Regions from separate parts of the Triticum aestivum genome. Here region 2 is linked to region 1. Evidence: chromatin contacts called from public Hi-C data. All regions are on one chromosome and are shown on one strand. The core of a region is the stretch at or near the end of the contact, and the rest is flanking DNA. Distances in the headings are between cores, read along the strand shown. Region 1 holds the start of LOC123050415. Region 2 holds the start of LOC123054974 (microtubule-associated protein RP/EB family member 1A).

Region 1 (6,107 bases), core at 2,219-4,718:
GAGCACCAGGATTTGAACTCTGGTGGGCTGGGGATAACACAGTCCCTCTAACCATCCATCCACAGGTTGGTTCGCTATTTACTTATTCAATTGAGAGAAAGAAAGAGACTAATAAGAATTCTCTTATCCCATTTGGAAGGATACCATCCTTTATAGTGCACGGTCAAAGGTTAACGGGCCTCGGCGTGTGTAGAGACTGCGCGAGCCGCAGGGCATTCCGGTGCACGTGAAAGGTGGTGTGCTTATATCTCGCGTTCAGCGAGTCGAGCTTCCGACTCGCTGAAGTGACTCTCAGTGCGGGTGAGCATTTGGGCCGCCCAGTTTGCGGTAGTACACGCCTAGTTTTTTTTTCAGTTTTTTCATGTTTTTATTTCATGTTTTATTCTTTTTTTTACTTTTTTTTACACTTTCAAATATTCTAAACATATATATTACAAAAATATACTTTACATAATGTTTTGAGAAATGTTAATCATTCATTTGAGAAATGTTCAATGTGTATACAAAAAATGTTGACATGTATTAATAAAGAATGATTTTTTATCATGTATATAAAAATATTAATGAAACATTTGAAAAAAAATGATGAACAAGTAATTCAAAAATGTTAACCAAGCGTTGGGAAAATGTTAAATGTGAGAAATATGCTAACCATGCATTAAAAATGATTTTTTATCATTGTATATAATAGTGTTAATCAAGCATCTTAAAAAAACGTCGACAAGTTTGAAGATTTTAAAAATGCTAGTTAAGCATTGGCAAATGTTAAATGTGTATAGAAAACTGTTGACCATCCATTAAAAAAATGTTAATCTTGCATTTGATTTTTTATAAAGCATTTGTAAAATCTTAAATGTGCATAGAAAAAATGTTGACCACCCCTCCTGAGCAACGCCACTGCGATTGGCCGCCTCCTTCAAATTGGGGGTCCCTCAAGGGTTGTATAGGCGATCATGTGCTGGCGGATGCACCCAAGGCTCAAGGCAGTGTGCAGCGCGAGGGCTATGTCTCTCTTATTGCGAGACAGAGCTCCGTCCCGCCTCAAGGTTTTCGTGTTGCGTCATTACTGGGCCGACCCATTTCTCCCCCGTTCCGTGGTTTGTTGCGAGTAGTTCTCTTCTTCTTTGATGGTGTTACGACTCAAGAGTGTCTCACCTCTCTTGTTGTCGGCCCAAGGAGGCCGTCCGGAGGCCCCCAGATCGGTTTCTGCCCTGGGCCATCATGCCAACCCATGTGCCTTATAGAAGGAAGATTTGAGAAACCTTGTCGTTTAAGACAAGGAAGACGGTTCCGTAGAGGACCCCCTCTCCACCGACGTAGCTGATTAGGACTCTTGTGTAGAGTAATCGTAAAGCTAACCCACTCAAATGCTTGTAGGAAATCATGTATGGCATCTAAAACACCAACCAAATTGAGCTAATACAACTCAAACAGAAAATCCTCAAATCAGTGAAACCCTACCCTAACCCGAGCCATGAAAATAGGATACACCTTCCTCCTCATCGAATCATCATAGTTGGGGTGGGCGCTCTGCCTCATTCCATAACGGCATGGTCGCCACGCAGTCCTAGCGTCGACGGCGAGGGCGGTGAGTCTTCAATCTGGATGAGAGGGCGAGAGCGTCGACAGAGACTTTGAGCTACTAAAAATATGTATATCAAATTAATGACTGAGTTTCAATCGCATAGAGCACGGGGATTACACTCTTCAAGCACGAGGCAGGGCGAGCAAAGGGCTTGTCCACAATATACAACCATCATTCAACTATTACAGTTCATTCACCTGATAACATAGAGATCCAGTTGTAATGAAAACCACCACTCGGCAGTCCTTTAAGAAATGCCAACAAGTCATTTGCTCTCCTTTCCATTCACTTCCCTACTAGTAACTCAGAGGACACACTGATGTCAAAAAAAAAAAAAAAAAAAAACTCAGAGGACACACTCGATGCCATCATAGCTGACAAAGGACTTGTGCCTGACCATCTGGAGTTCGGATGATCCATCCTGCACCACCTCCATACCAGAAGCTCCGCAGATCATCTCCACCCCAGTAAACACAGCCGCGACGCCACTCGTGACCTCTTCGGTGTCTTGGTCGCCGATGTCAAATATTTTGGTTATGCAAAACTTGCGCGCTCCCAGGTACAGCAGGCTGCTCCTTATCTGCACCCAGCCTTGAGGAGGGTCGAGATCTGGCCAGTCACTAAGCACCTTCGGAGCCCCGTCCAGATTGGAGAGGTCCAATGCGCACAAGTAGTGGGGACTCTTGTCGGCTATGCCGAACAAGAGGTTGGAAAGCTCAGGGACATGCTCAGCCCTGCCGTACAAGGGCAGCGCCCAGCGACCAGCCTTTTCCCACTTGCGGCTAACCGTGTCGAAGCAGTAGGTGCCGACAGGGTTATGCTCAGGGGAGGAGATGCAGATGGTGGAGCCATCACCGAGCAGCGTGTAGGACTGGATGAATGTGGAGTCATAGAGTGGGTCGTTGACGTACGGTGGCGGTGGGAGCACAACCCAGTGCCAAGTCTTCTCGCCATAGACGAGGACCTCGAAGGTGAAGGAGTTGCGGCTGGGGGCGGATCTGCTGAGAACGTAGAGAGCTTCAGCGCGCTTGGGGTCAATGGCGTCGGTCCTGGGGATGGAGAAGGAGGCGGGGCTGACTCCCTTAGGTTCGTTAAGGTTGGGAACCGGCTGGAGGGAGCGGCCGTCCGCGTTGCAGAGGATGGCGCTTCCGGCAGAGTCCAGGCAGAGCAGCTTGCTATCGTGGCCTCTGCCTCCTCCATAGAAGGGCAGGAAATCGAGCCTCTTGTACTTTGAGCGGTATGACTCGAATCTGAGCCTGGGCGCAGGCAACCGCGACATGACCTCCATCCTGGATGCCGCTGATGTTGCTGCTGCTTGTGCTTCCGCCGTGGATCCGTAGAAGAGTTGCTCCTCGGCCTTCATGCGACTCACCGTATACAATCCGCCTCTGCCATACCTCTGCACCGCATTCACCAACTGCCGCGCCTTCATTTTAATTCCCTCTGCTCCTAAAAAAGGAGACCCCAAATGTTGATCTTTCTTCTTCCTAAATAAAGGATTACAATAGAATTAGATACCGGAAGGCGAGTCGGAATAGCATCTCAAAACCAACAATCAACAATAGAAGAAAAATTCATGGTGAATGATACCCTACAGATCAGCCACAATCAAGATCTTGGGAAACAAAAGACGAACCGTCCAACGGGGAAGAGCAATAAGGAGTAATACCTGCGGCAGACAGAGCCAATTCCACGGAATCGAAGTCGGCGGCGGCGGCGCCGGCGAAGATTGGGGTGGGATTCGGAATCTAGGTCTTGTTGCGGTCTTACCCTTTCCTTCTTTTTGAGATACTTTGGGAAATCCCTATATTTTTTTTTTGAGATACTTTCGGAAATCCCTATTTGAGACTCGCTGTTGTCGAGCAAACGCATAAAATCGAGCTTACTGGGCCGGTCCAGTCGTTCGGTTTTCGGAACCTTTCTGTCCGGTTTTACCAGTTTTAGGAAACTTCTAGAAGGTTCCCTGAGCAGTTTTAATTTTTCCTTTTTTCCATTTAAATTTCAAGCTTTTTTCTTTTCAAACTTGTTCGAAAATTAAAAATATTTTTTGCAATTTCAAAATATGTTACTTTTTCCAAAATTTGTTCAGAATTACAAAAAATGTACTCGGATACAAAATTTTGTTCAAAATTATAAAAATGTTCTTCTTTTCAAATTTTGTTGGTAAATTCAAAAATTGCTTGCTGTTAAAACATTGTTCAAAATTTCAATAATGTTCGCATTTAGAAAAAAAATTAACATTTTTTTGGTGTTTCCAAATTTATTTCATAAATTTAAATAATGTTTGCATTTTTAAAGATTGATTCGATTTTTTCAGAAAATGTTCGTGTTTGCGAAAATTTGTACCCTTTTTCATAAAATGTTCGTGTTTTTAAAAATATTGCAGAAATTTATAAAATATTCCCAGTTTAAACATTTCTCGAAACTCAAACTGAAAAATATTTGAACATGCAGAGAACATTTGAAAATGCCCACATTTTTTGAAATTCGAAAACAATATGGATACGCAAACATTTTTTGGAATTCTGAACAATTTTTCGAAAACAGGAGCATTTTTTGGAATGTTCGGCCATTTTTGTTAAATCCAAACAATTATTCGATTCTCGAACATTTTCTGAAAACGCGAACAATTTCTGAATTTTTCAAAATTTGAACATTTCTATCCAATGTTTAAGATTTCTAGGGAGGGGTGTTAGATCTGTAGGAGATGGTAATTCCAATAGTCCACGTGTTCGACCCCCCGCACCCGCTTTCATTTTTTGGTGAGTTTTTCACTGTTTCGTGACTATGGGCTGGCCCAGTCGGGTGTTGTTCCTGTGGGCGCGCGTGAATCGAAGGCAAAGAGGGGCATATAGGAGGTGCCTATACTTTCTCGCCCTAAATGTGGCCAACCTATACCTACTATCTATACCTACTAAGAAAGTAGGAAGTGTTTTGCCCGTCTGTCTGTCATACATTTTACAAAATATACTGATGTTTAGTTTAATTAACCTGTGGTCTAGTATTAAGTGCCGAAATAACTAATAAAGAAGCACTCTTTGCAAAGATCACTCACACCTCCCTAGGTCACGACAAGCGACGCACTGAGAGTTTTTCCTTTTTCTCATAGATCCATTTATTCAAAACGTTTTATCTCTTAAATCGTGCGTCCAAATCTTGAACCGTTTTCACATTTGGATTCCTCGCGTGGAGATCTTCAAAACTAAATTCTATGTTGATAGGTTTTGACCATCTTTTTTCATGACAAAAACCGGACAAAAAAGCCGAACCGAGAGCACTTTTTTTCCTTTCCGAAAGAGGCACGGTTGTACCTCGCGCGGAAGCAGATCCGTGCCTCCACGTGAAGTAAACCCATGCCTCTAGCGAAAGGAAAAAAATAAAACGAGTTCCTTTTTTCCGTTTCCGAGAGGCACGACCGTTGCCTCCCGCGGAAGCAAATCTATGCCTCCTACAGAAGCAAACCGTGCCTCTCTGGAGGGAATATAAAGAAAACATGTTTTCTTTCGTTTTCGAGAGGCACGGCCATGCCTCTTGCAGAAGCAAAACCGTGCCTCTCATGAAAGAAAAAAATATGTCTTTTTTGTTTCCGAGAGGCATGGCCGTGCCTCTTAGGAAGCAAATCCGTGCTTCTTGCGGAAGCAAAACTATGACTCACGCGGAAGGAAAAAAGGAAAACGAGGTTTTTTTCGTTTCCTAGAGGCATGATCACGCCTCTCGCGAAAGCAAAACCGTACCTCTCTCACGGAAGGAAAAATGTGTTTCTTTGCACAATGTTTTTCGATTTTTTTCGAAAGCTAAGAAAGACCAATGGAAAACCAAAAAGCCGAAAAACCCGAAAATAATCATCTAAAAAGCCAAAAACGCGTGTGGAAAATAAAAGAAACAAAAAACGGTGGGAGCGCCTTGACCGCAACACGTGACGGCAGCTGAGAGCGAGCCAAGTGGCGCTCTCAGCCCACCCATGGTGACCGTTGCGGGGCTCCCGAAGGAGTACTCCTCCGTTAGTTGCTCCTGAGGCAAGTTCCCTCTCCTTTGTCTCTCCATGTTGGGTTTCGACCTAACTGCCGTAACCACTGTCGCACGCACTTGGGCGCTGGTTAGTATTCTGCGTTCAGCTAGGCTAGACCCATTTTCACTCTGCTTTCAGCCAGTTTAGGTCTCTGACCTTTATTATTTACAGAGAATGTATTAAACATGGTCATGTTGTAACTTAACAACTGTAACTCAGATTAAAATAATTTATATATGTAATTTGACTAGCACAATGTGTAGTTTCCAACGGTGCCATTAATTGTTCCTATTAACCAATATAAAATTATGTTTAGGGCGTAACCTTAATTAACATAATTAACCTATTAACCAATATATATATATATATATATATATATATATATATATATTAAATTTTTTCTACCCTGTTTAAATCGGCTAGATATATTAAATAAAGTATGTTAGGAGGGACTGCATTGCACCTTTTTTCGCAGACTATGGAGTAGCGAATAGTATTTGTGCTTTGTAGGAT
Region 2 (6,556 bases), core at 2,782-5,281, 630 kb before region 1:
CACTCGGAATGGATCCACTGCTCGTGCATGCTCGCTGTCAAGCGTGCGTGACATGCCCTACAGGAAATCAGGAACAGCGTCTCCTCTGTAGGTCTGTGCGTGTGCGTGGGAAGATGCTGGATGCAGAGTCGATGCATGTAGCATTTCTGAATCTCTGAATGGCCGGAGGAAGAACGAGATTATTGTGGAGTATCAGTGGCACTGCATTTCTGAATCTCTGAACGGCGTAAGAAGAACATTATTATTCAAGATTATCGGTGGCAAACTGGCAACTAGCTGAAAGAGCCATGATCGCCGATAAGTATTAAGTACATACGCGTTGTGTTAAGGACAGAACCGGGGGTTCAGTTCAGATCGATGAGAAAAAACTACGGAAACCAGCAGGCAGGGATGGATCGCAGAAGAAAAACATGTGCATGCATTCATCTCCGCGACGACAAGCGTGGCGCCTGTACTGCACCTCTGCGGGATCTTGTCACTCTGCGGTCTGCGCATCTTTATCGTGCATGGCACGTACCGCCATTAAAACACGGCTGTGGGTCCGTACCGCGGAGACTGTTGCGGAGCAGCGGCGGCGGCAGAGGCCAAAACAGGCGACGAGACGATACAACTGCGAGTCTCAAGGACAAGTTATGAATGCAAATGCAGGTACGCAGTGCAGTGCAATTGCAACTGCAACTGCCTCGGCGCCTCGCTGTTCAACGATCGCTCCACCCGAGCGTCATTAATAACTTGGACGCATCGGGCCAATATCAGGCCTTGGATGGCTGCATGGATGCGTGCGAGGCAGGCACGGGTACTTGCGTTGTGTTTATCGCTTGTTCACATGAGCACCCAGTTTAGAATCAGATAAAAATGGCCCTGTTTGGATACTCTAACTCGGTTAGAGGTTAGAGTTAGATTCTAACCCTGAACTAACTCTAACTAAAAAGGTGTTTGGATGAAAGGGTTAAATTAACAGTAAATGCTCTTTCTCAATCATTTGGCTACTTTGGACACTATTTCCTGCCGGATTTGGCAGAGCGGAGCAAGCCCTGGCCGAGGCAGACGGGGACGCGCCCGGCAAGGAGCCGCACTGGCCTCTCGCGCAGCCCGCCGACCGAATCCGCCGTCCCTGCGCAAGGAGTCGCGCTGACCGAGGCCGACGGGGACGGGCCACGCATGGAGCCGCGACTACTTATCGGCGGGCGGACGGGCGACGAGGGGGTTGGAACGGGGGGATAGGGCGAGGCTGGTTACCGGCAGTGGACGGGAGCGCGTATACGGCAAGGCGCCTTCACGGGCTATGCGAGAGGGGGGAGGGAGAGGGCGAGAAGTTTCGAGGAAGTGGGGAGGGATCTGCTGCGGGGAGATCAAGAGAAAAATGTGTTTTTTAGTGGTCCCAGGAAAAACTAACCCAAATAAGCACCTTTTGGATGGGTTAAATTTTTTGGGTGCGTTAGATCCATCTAACCCAAACTAACCCTCCCGTTTGGATATTTTTGAATTAGTTGAGTCCAAACTAACCCAAACTAACTCTAACTCATTGAACCAAACAGGGCCAATGTTGGAGCAGTAAAATACAGTCCACAATACTGTATTCATCTAGTTCACTTAACAGTCTACGCGGGGCAAAATGAAAAGGGTTTGCCCACTTCTCGTTGCAGTCTACGCACGATACAATCTACACGTAACATTATGCGTAACAGTCCAGGGCATCTTCAACGCCGACTCTTAAAATGGACACTGTATTTCGCAGACACTTGTGCAGAAGCTGACAATCCAACCCTATCCCTTAAATGTCCGCTCCAGTATTTTTTAATCCACAACACTCAAAATAATTATGAAAAACAGTAACCAAATATCCATAGTACAACATAATTCAAATATAAATATTACGTGTGAGATTATTCGATGTCCAACAAGTCTATAGAATTCATCGATCCCAAATTCAAAGATCCTCCAGTCGGAATGGACATAGGTTGTGCCACATATACTGCCCCTCGAGCTTCGTCCAACAATGTGTGTGCGTGAATGACCTGCGCGCGATCCTGTAGACTGTAGTACCGCACTACAACATGTAGAACAACGTTGGGTGAATGAATGAATTAACCAATATGTAGAGCAACATGAAGCAAAACTTACGATTTCCAAGATTAACGAGTCCAATGACCACATTGTCTTCACTCAGTGAATCACACCTCAAACCTCCATAACGGAGTTGCAGATGATGTACAATCAATGCATTAGCGACTTCATATTGGGCTCATGGATGACGTGCATGTCTTAGGGTGTGACATGCTTTTGCTCATGAAATGAAGCATTCACGCGGTGCCAAAAAGGTCGAGCCTGTTTGCCCCATGCCTACAAAGTCCACCGATACGACCAACCACGCATCACAAACCAACTCATTATTGATCACCGAGTAACCCACCATTGAATTGCTCTAGAAACATCAAAAAGTTCAACAAAATAGCGCAATGTATTTGACCGAACACCTGCAGGGTGTGGTCACTGACATGGGCGGCGTCGACAGGGGTGACGGAGGGTACCTGGTTGTAGAGGGATCCTGTGGACGGTGCCGTAGTCCAAGACAAGAAGGCGTGTGGGTGGGGACTAAGGATGTCCGAGGATGCCTGGGCGGCGGCCGGAGAGGTACAACGGCGACGTCGGACGAGGGTGGTGCGGATGCAAGGCAAGTGGTGAGCAGGGGTGGAGTGGAAGAAAAGTGGACCGCGGGAGGGATTTGAGTGGGTAGGGGGTGTTGGAATCTCAGCTGTCCGGACTCCTGCACCCTCCCCCCAATTTATCTCCGCTTAGCGGGAAAGCGACAATCGGACCGGTCTGCGGACCGAAGGGGTACCGTGTCGGATGGCAAATTGCGTCCGGACCACTCGGTCCAAATGGTTGCAGGTGGTTTGAGGACCGGTGTTAGAGATGCCCTTATAGACTTTGCATTTCGATGGCCAAGCGTTGCCCACATCTCGTTTGTGCCAAGGGTGCACAGGGGATGTTGTTTCAGGGTAGGGCTGCTCGCGTCACCGGCGATGGAGGCAACAAACAAATATGTTAGGGGGCTCTTAGATTTCAGGACTTAGAAAGACAGGAGTGTAAAATACGTAGGATTACAATGTCATGTCCATTTGAATCCTACAAGAAATATCATCTGTTTAGTTGAACATACAAAATATACTGTTCTTTCCAAGAGGTTTCATTGGATGCTAAAAAACTATGAAATGTCCTACAGAGGATTTCTTATGGAAAAATCTCATATACTTCAATTCTACAAATGAAATGACCAACTAGGAAAATTTCCCAAGGATTGTAATGTAATGTTGTTTTTCTGTAAAGGCGTGTTTGTGAAGACCCATGATACTTCTATGCCTTAGGATTATCAGAAAAAGAAACCAAAGTAAATTTTTTTCTAAGGATTTCAATCCAACAAAATTTCTACAAGAATTCAAAGAAAGAAGCCCTTTGTACAAAAAAGAAAAGAAAAGAAAAGAAAAGAAGCCCTGAGGAAAACGTTCGATCGCCGCCACGGCCTCGCGTACTCCACGACGCACAACCCGGCCCAGTCGGTCGGTACTCCGTTCACCACGGTCCATGCCCACTCCAACGCGGGCCCCCAGATATAACGACGCTCGACATCCCGGCCCACCGGCATCAATACAAGCCGCTTGAGAATTGACCCGCATTCACGCCCGCAAGATGCGAGCCCCACGAGCCAGCCTCACAGAGCCCGTCGGCCTTGGCCCCGAGCACACCCAGACCTGATCCCACTCACCACGGACCCACCTGTCGGCGCGCATCGATGCGGGCGCCGGGGCAGACGGACGGGAGCCAGTAAAGGCGGCCGGGCCCCAGGCCGCCATTTGGAGATGTTTTTTCTGGATCCCATCACCGCTCACGGCCCAGCCCTGGCGTTACCCTCCACGCCGTTTCAAATTAAGCACGCGATAAATATGTCACCGGGCCGGCGGTGACGCTACGGGCGGTGACCGGACGCCTGGCTAGCATAGCTTAGCGTAGCTGTGCGTGTGCGTGCCGTTTTGTTTTTGTTTTTGCTGCGCTCGCCGTTCCGCGTGGAGGCGTTTCGAAAAGTTGTTTCGTCACGGGCTTTTCTCCCCAGCCCAGTCAGTCCTGCAGCGCCGCGAGGGAGAGGAGAGATCGCCGGAGGGGCGGAGGGGATGGCGGCGGGGGCGGCGGCGAGCTTCGGGCTGATGGACAAGGCCTACTTCGTGGGGCGGGGCGAGATCCTCAGCTGGGTCAATGCCACGCTGCAGCTTTCCCTCAACAAGGTCGAGGAGGTCAGTCAGTCGGCCACGCTTGCTTCCGATCCCCCATTCCGGTCCCCCGTTCCCCGCGTTCCCCGCGTGCTAGACTGGCCTCGCTGTGTTGGACGGGGGAGTTCGTGGGTGGTGCGGCGTGGCTCGGCTCGGCTTTTGCAGGTGCTGATTTGGGGGCTTTGTTGGTCTGTTTCGATGCAGGCGGCGTCGGGGGCGGTGCAGTGCCAGCTGCTGGACATGGTTCACCCTGGGTTGGTGCCGATGCACAAGGTTAGGATGCGTTCTGCCCCGATTGATCTGTTCTCGAGCGCTGCGCTTAGGCGGCTCGGCTTGGATGGCTGCGATGCGAAGCTCATTTTGGGGGTGTTTTGCAGGTGAATTTCGATGCCAAGACGGAGTACGACATGATCCAGAACTACAAGATTCTCCAGGATGTGTTCAACAAGCTGCGGATAGGCAAGGTACGAGTGATTCTCCCGGCTTGGCTCTTGACCCGTGGATTTATCCGTGATTGTGTCTTGCATTTTGTCATCTGTGAAAGCAAAGGTGATCTGTCTGTACAGTAGTTCGGTTTATATATGCGGTGTGTGGGGATTCAATCTGGAACAGATGTGTGTAATTGATGTCAGCGTGTGGTATAGCCGCAAGATGATTCGATGACGGACTAAATTTGCTGTGCAGTACTCAAGTTATGCTCATTGTTGTGCACAGTGAGGAGGGATGTGGTTGAGATTAAGACCTGTGTTTTTGTGTATTGAAAGCTAATTTTCAAAGTTTGGTTGGGTGAAGTAGGCGTGTGATGACACATTACAAGGCAAAGTTTGGTGTTCTGTGGCTGTCTGTGTTCAGCACTTGACACTTGATATCAGGAAAGGCCTTGATAGTCTGGTGGTGGTTGTTGTTTTAATGAGTTGTGCTTTCTGAATGCTTTGTCGATTTTATGGCCTGTGTTTTAGCAACCTTAGCTAAGGGTGCTTCATCTCTGTACTTCAGCTTCTATTCTTATTACTATACGAGGTAATCTGTAGCATCGAACGTTCTATGTTGTGCTGATTGGTGGATGGATGCTTCTGCAGAATATTGAGGTCAACAAACTTGTTAAAGGACGGCCATTGGACAACTTGGAGTTTCTGCAATGGCTGAAAAGATATTGTGATTCTGTAAATGGTGGAATCATGAATGAGTATGTGCCATGGTTGTGTTAAATGCAAAGATACTGCAATTTGTCAGTAACTATTGAGTTGACAAGACTATTTTCTTGTTTTAGAAACTACAATCCTGTAGAAAGGAGGTCCAGGGGTTGCAAAGAGCGCAGCCACAAGGGTCCCACTAAGTCATCCAAATCACTTCAAGCCAACAGATTATCTAGTGCTAACTCAGCAGATGGAGGTGCCCTGAATTCTAATATTGATCTTGGTACTTGTCACATGTCTTTCTTCTAGTATACGTTTTTCTTTCTTTTTTAGTATGCAAGATCAGTTCCATGCTATTCTTAATAAATTGGTGATGCTCCTTGATAAAACGCAAAGGCATTAATTGAAGCTTGTCATCAGTTATCAGTTTATGGCTTTATGCTCATTTTTATGTGGAATAGTATAGAGGCTTTGTGCGACTTCGTTAAATATTTAAATGACTCTATGCTAACTCAATTACGCAGCTTCTCCAATTGGAAAAGTCTGTAATGCTGTTAACGAAGAGCATTACATGGAGCAGATTCAACAATTATCTGAGAAGGTAAGTAGTGTGTAACGTAAGGTGCTGTTTCATTTTTATAGTATCTTATACTGTGGTCTGTGGAAACACCCATGTATCTATACTGTAGACTGTTATATGAGTATGTCACTCCAGTTTTATTCGAAATTATATTGTTTAAAGTTATTTTTATATATAGCCATAAAACCTCAGTCTAGCTTCTGTTCACTATACCGGTGGAATTTGTAGAGTTCACCTTTGGCAGCTATAAATCTGGGCAAGTTGTATTATTGAGGATGATAAATTCATCTAGTTGGTGATGTTACTATATATACTGGATTGCAGATTGCAGATCTGAAGGTTTCTGTGGACAACACTGAGAAAGAAAGAGATTTCTACTTCTCAAAGCTGCGTGACATCGAGATATTATGTCAAAGACCTGAGTTGGAGCATCTACCGGTAAAACAAATATCTTTTGGAAATCTTAGAGCTCTGCATTTTTTAATTTTATTGTACTCATCTGCATTCAAGGGCATGAGTGTCTGAATTTCAGTTATTTTGACAAAGAAGCTTCTGAGGGACCCCCAAGTCAATGT

What was found. Hi-C and Micro-C count contacts between places; a contact is called where the count stands out from the background.
Region 2: a Hi-C map of leaf shows a contact between it and region 1, with 3 times the contacts expected there. The contact joins the promoter of LOC123054974 here to the promoter of LOC123050415 in region 1. A contact is called at or near these places in 2 of 5 Hi-C or Micro-C datasets (both in leaf).

Annotation. Positions count from the first base shown.
Region 1 is chr2D:614,174,459-614,180,565 of IWGSC CS RefSeq v2.1, reverse strand. It overlaps LOC123050415, which reads right to left and starts at 3,468. Exons shown (of 2, transcript XM_044473216.1): 1 at 3,255-3,468; 2 at 1,681-3,072. The coding sequence starts at 3,457. The coding sequence ends at 1,932.
Region 2 is chr2D:614,801,126-614,807,681 of IWGSC CS RefSeq v2.1, reverse strand. It overlaps LOC123054974 (microtubule-associated protein RP/EB family member 1A), which reads left to right and starts at 4,031. Exons shown (of 8, transcript XM_044478860.1): 1 at 4,031-4,289; 2 at 4,470-4,538; 3 at 4,643-4,729; 4 at 5,345-5,451; 5 at 5,536-5,657; 6 at 5,926-6,002; 7 at 6,306-6,419. The coding sequence starts at 4,170.